Regions from separate parts of the Mus musculus genome. Here region 1 is linked to region 2. A link is a contact called in public Hi-C data. All regions are on one chromosome and are shown on one strand. Each heading gives the region's core, a stretch centred on a gene start, on an enhancer-like site or on the middle of the called end of the contact. The rest is flanking DNA. Distances are from core to core; before and after follow the strand shown.

What was found. A called contact is a pair of places that touch in the nucleus more often than the background predicts.
Region 1: a Hi-C map of liver shows a contact between it and region 2, with 4 times the contacts expected there. The contact joins two enhancer-like sites. A contact is called at or near these places in 1 of 39 promoter capture datasets (hippocampal neurons), 5 of 15 datasets of contacts at CTCF or cohesin (CD8 T cells, the G1E-ER4 cell line, the NIH/3T3 cell line and 1 more), 77 of 484 Hi-C or Micro-C datasets (the 3T3-L1 cell line, the AML12 cell line, B cells and 49 more), 12 of 115 datasets of contacts at active chromatin or transcription factors (the HPC-7 cell line, acute myeloid leukemia, a beta-TC-6 cell line and 9 more) and 3 of 9 other capture datasets (adipose tissue, liver and pancreatic islet).

Annotation. Positions count from the first base shown.
Region 1 is chr10:40,123,938-40,126,637 of GRCm38.p6, reverse strand. The region is part of intron 1 of Slc16a10 (solute carrier family 16 (monocarboxylic acid transporters), member 10); the gene reads left to right. Among named protein-coding and RNA genes, the nearest start is that of Gm25613, 16 kb to the right of the region's middle. Within about 2 kb of position 1,312, at least 61 of the 459 cell types and tissues checked have an H3K27ac peak or open chromatin away from gene starts, as enhancers often do. A contact at or near this core is called in granulocyte-monocyte progenitors, hepatocytes and liver, where this site is marked.
Region 2 is chr10:40,057,273-40,059,972 of GRCm38.p6, reverse strand. All of the region lies in intron 3 of Slc16a10 (solute carrier family 16 (monocarboxylic acid transporters), member 10), which reads left to right. Among named protein-coding and RNA genes, the nearest start is that of Mfsd4b1, 33 kb to the right of the region's middle. Within about 2 kb of position 1,297, at least 14 of the 459 cell types and tissues checked have an H3K27ac peak or open chromatin away from gene starts, as enhancers often do. A contact at or near this core is called in granulocyte-monocyte progenitors, hepatocytes and liver, where this site is marked.

The sequences.
Region 1 (2,700 bases), core at 63-2,562, 67 kb before region 2:
TGTGTACATGTAAGTACAGGTCATGTTTGAGGTCAAAGGCATAGGATGCTCTTAGAGCTAAAGTTATAGGCAGCTGGACGCCACCCAGCATGGCTGCTGGGGACTGAACTCAGGTCTTCTGCAATAGTTGCTGTTAGCCACTGAACCATCTCTCTAGCCCGTTATGTATATGTCTTTAAAACATTTAGTCAGCCATGGTAGTGGATATCTATAATCCCAGTACTTGGGAAGTAGAAACTATTTGATTGCTGTGAGGTTAAGGGCAGCCTGATCTATATAGTGAGACCCTGTTTCAAAAACATTTTTTTTTAAAAGAGAAATGTGTCTGAGTAATTTTTGAACAGAGTACCATAGTTTTATTCTATACTGGGATTCCTAGATTATGTCAGCCATTAGCAGGACCAAGGGTACCGGGGGCTGAGGGGAGCAGTTACCAGGGAAAGGCTGGCTCGACTTGTTTTGTTTTGTTTTGTTTGTTTTTTGGGACAGAGTTTCTCTGCGTTAACAGCCCTAGCTGTCCTAGAACTTGTTTCGTAGACCAGGCTGGACTTGAACTCCCAGAGATCTGCCTGTCTCTGCCTCTCTTTTTTGTGCCACCAACCCTGGTGAGTTTTTGTCATATAGAACACTGTTAAAGAGCAGAGAGATGGATATAAGGAGGTGGTGCCATAGATAAATGAGGCTGGGCATGGTTGCTTAAGCCTGTTTTCCTAAATCCCTGAGGCTGAGACGGGAGAATTGTGAGCAAGGGCATCATAAATTTGTAGTGTCTCAAAACTACAACAGAAACCCAAGATGGCTGGGAATGCACCTTTCACACTGGAGAGTAAAGCTGAGGCCAGCAGAGAGCTTTGGGAAGAGTGTGTATCTTCCACAGAGCATAGCACAACAGGAGTCAGGAATTCTGTTCTAGACAGACACAGGAGTGCTCCTGTCTTAAGAAAACAAAACCAAAACCAAAACAAAAACAAAAAAAAAAATCAAACACCCTCCCCAAACAAACAAACAAACAAACAAAAAAAAACCCAACACAATTCGTTTCTGCACATGCAGACACTGAAATCTGACCAGCAGAAGACATACCCTTGTGGCACTCATTGGCTGAGAGTGGAGCAGTTCCGGTTGAGATAATAACTGGTTACTTGGCTACATACAAGTAACTTTTTACTTAGTTTCCTGTCAGACAGTGAGCAGGGAGGGGAACAGATATAGACTCAGCCCTTGGAGATGTTCGAAGATACGTCCACCACTTCTGCTACTGAGCACGCCAGCCTGGCGCCTGTCATTGGATGACGACGAGTGTTGACTTGTGCTGTGTTGTAATCTCTTGGACGCAGGTCCTAGGTTGTTCTCTTGTGACTGAGGCTGAACCGAAGGTGCTAGAAGTGCAGTGACCCTGGAGGAAGAACCAGTCAGAGCAGGGGGTGGATGGGAGGGAAATGCAAGTTGTGCAACCATAGGATTTACTTTTTTTTTTTTTTAATTAAATTTATCCTTTTTGTGTATATGTGTAGGTGTGCACATGCCACCTTGTGCATGTGGAGGTCAGAGGACATCTTGTCGAGATTGCTTCTTTCCTTCCACCATGGGGATTCCAGGAACCAAACTCAGGTCGCCAGGTTTGGCATTACACACAAAACCATCTCCCCAATTTGCCCCGGCTCCATTTTGTAAGCGATGACGCCCCTTTCCCTTCAGTAACTGTTTCATCTTTTAGCATCATTTTCTATCAGTTACAAAGTCTGCCTGAAGGCAAATAGTGGCCCATGCCAGCGTTTTTATTTTCCTCAGCTGCTATGTGTGTTGGGAGGAACTAAGATGTGGTTTTCTGATTAGCAGGTATAAAGGCAGATGCTTATGGAAACTGGGGAATGGGGAAAGACAGTTGAGATATTTTTCTTCTGAAGAGTTTGAGAAACAGAAGGGCTGTGGACTTTTTTTTCACAAGGAGATAGCAAAGTTCAGGGGTTAAGATGAGCGAGGTTAGGCACTCCTTATGAGAATGCTATCATAATTAATTTGTTATGTGGTAGAATTAAAATTTTTTTTACATCTTTGATTGGGAAACAAATGCTGAGGCATTTAAAACACAGACTAATTTTGCAAAAAATAAAATGGTAAAAAGTTATCCTTAATCAAATTAAGCTGTCCTTTTCCTCTTAATTCATCATGATGGCTTTGGATGTATGGTGGCAACTGAGAGTGGATAATGCAAAAATGTCAAAGCAATGTAATCCCCATTATTCATGGTCACTTGAGAGGATAAACTAACCATTGGCCACTAATCTTGGGATGCTTACTCCGCTGACCTGGAAATATCCTTAATTTTTTTTTTGGAAAGCAAGTCAGTGAGTTAGTAAAGCTGTCAGAATTGATCAATTTCTCTAACTCTAATAGTAAGTGACTAGAAGCCTTTCCCTTCCTGCCTCATAGCACAGTCATTCCTTTACTCTGAAAACTATGGAGTGCATGCTAGAAGGGCACTCTATCCATCCAAGTTCAGAGACTTAGTTAGTGTAGGCGGAACAGAGCTGCCTTCAAGGTGCAGGCTGCAGACCACACGTCTTGTCTTGTTTTGTTTTAGAGACAGCATCTCATCCTGTGGCTCTTACAGACCTGGAACTCAGTTTTGTTTAATAGATAAAAAAAAATACAGTATTACTGTCTTATGGAATTTAAAATATTGATAAATACAAAATA
Region 2 (2,700 bases), core at 48-2,547:
CAAATTAAATAAAAATATTAAAAATTATTAGTGTATATTCATTGTACAAAATAGTGGGTTTCATAACTGATCATGTGAGTGATCATTGGTGTATTTTGTATACTCCTAATATTCACACTCACATTACCTAGCCTCTTTCAAATCTTAAATATCTTACCTTATTTCTTATAAATAGATTGGGGGGAAAGGTAAAAACCTCAAAGAGTAATAGAAATGTATTAGGTTCCTATTCCTCATCTCTGAGTATAAACCAGCATCTATGAAAGCTGTAATAAGGGCAGGCTGGCCGTGTAGCCAGGTAAACACCCGCTTAGCATCCTGAGGCTCTAGCTTCGCTCCTCTCCTCAGCGTGGGGTGGGGAAGGTGGAGATCCGCTGGCTGCTTTGTAATTTTTCCTTCCGAAACCTCGGGAACATGCAGCCGTTGTAGCCATCTGTCTGCACTGGGCTGTTTTCCTCCAGAACGGGACCCTTGTTTAGCTCTGCGAGTTCCTGGTCCCTTCAGCAGTGCTTGTCACGTGCTTGCAACGACAAGGGAATTCTTCAATCATGCAATTCAAGGCACTGTGTAATTTAAATTAGAAAAGGTTTTAAGTTAGCTACAGTAAAGAAAAAGTAAAAAGGTAGTAAAATGAGATGTTTTTAATATTTTACTTAACTGAAATGTTGTCTGAACAGGCACTCAATATTAGGCAATTTTGTATGTGTCCCCCTCGCCGGTGACTTGTGGTTCTGGGCATGCATGTATTCAGCATATCTCAGCTTAGGCTTGCCCGATTTTAGTGCTCCTCACCGTGAAAGGGCGGTCTATCTAAAGGGGCAGTGGGAGGCAAGGCTACAGTAGCAAAGTAGGGGTCATCGTCAAATGAGGAGTCTGCACTATAGTCTACAGGCTGTAAACCCAAGGGGGGAGTAAGCCTACAGGCTTTCAATGGTGTGTTTGGAGATCAAGGAATGGGGCTCAAGCAAGAAGCATGTTAGAAGGTTGCTAGAGTGTGCAGGGAGGGAGGGACAAGAACCTGAACACAGGGAACAGACCAAAGGAAGTGTGTGTGTGTGAGTCACTCAGCCAGGAGACCATTACCATTTGGCGGCACTCTGATCTCAAGAGAGAGTGGAGTAACCTAAGATTTCTTTTTTATTGGGTTTTTACTGCTGTCCGTGAGATGATAATACTGTTAACCAAAATGCAAGAGAGCAACTTATAAGGGCTGGGTGAACTCAGTATGAGCTGTGCTGACCTTGAGGTGTCTCTGAAAGAGGCCATAGGTAATCCTAGTCTAACATGGAAGAGTGCCCAGAGACTTTAGCAAGACTGTGTAGAAACACTTTGGAAACTGGAGGAGCTACGAAGCCTGAGGGCACGGTGGAGGGAGAGACCTGACAGCCCCTCCCTCTGGAGGTGGCTGGGGTTGAGGCTGAGATCAGAGCTGCCCCAATGCAGATTTCAGCCAAGCACTGTTCTGTTTATGTAGCACTGGGTCTCAAAACGTCCTAAATTAAAGTTAGGTGCTAACATTTCTATACATGACCCACACTTTATATTTCTTCTAAATTTTAAGGGTTTTTTTTTTGTTTGTTTGTTTATTTGTTTTAATAAAAGAAGTCTGGGAGGAAGAATCAACAGTGTGGGTAGTAACGGTCCCTGGAAGTGTGCCTTTCTCTACATATGTCTGCTTCATTTGTCACAGGCTCAGTAGACATTTGAGCCAAGGATCAGGAGTTAATGAACATGCAAAGGTAAATCAGTGACAGATTATGGAGAGCTTTGACCAGCAGTTGGAATATAGGATGTAGGCTGTAACAAGCAACTTTTGAAGACAGAATTAGTGAGATTAACGCCCTATATAGGAAGATTATTCTGAAGCAGTGTGAAAACAGAGACGTTTAAAAATTACCATTTTTTATTTTTAATTAAAATTTTTAATTATTTATTGCTACGTGTGTGTGTGTGTGTGTGTGTGTGTGTGTGTGTGTGTTTTGCCTGCATGTATCTCCATGTGCTGTGTGCATGCCTACAGGGGTCAGAAGGGGTATCAATCCCCTGGAACCAGAGTTAGGCACAGCTGTGAGCTGCCTTGTAACCCAGGTCCTCTGAAAGAGCAGTCAGTGCTATTAACTGCTGAGCCGTCTCTCCAGCCCCAGTGACCGTTTTTTAATGAAGAGAAATGAGATATACCACTTCCCCATTGCCACATTGTTACTTGGGCTGTTGAGCTTGGTGGGAAATTTGCTTGCAGTCTCCTAGAACTCCAGTGGATGCTTAGCTTATAAGGGACAATGAATGCTAGGGTCAATATGGAAAAGTCAAACAAAATATGCTTCCTGGCTATCTGTGGCTCAGAGGTCACCATAGACACCATTTTACTAACCTTTAGGAGAAGAGAAAGACTCTTTATTTCCCTCCCCCATCTTCTACTGCACAGCCAGTATCCAAAAGATCCCGTGTAAAAGGATGGTCAAAATAAATATCTGTTCATTAACTGTATGCTAGCCACTCCTCCAAGGTGGTGTTAGTGTTGGCTAAGGCTAGGGTTTTGCATGTGCTTTGCAGGTGTGTCAGACTGTCCTAATTTTTAACTTCTCTATGCATATGTTTTACTTGATTCTTATAATCACCCTTGAAATAGCTACTGTTGCTCTCTCCATATTGTAGACAAACCGAGATCCTAAATCATAGCTCAGCCATGGGGCTTAGGTT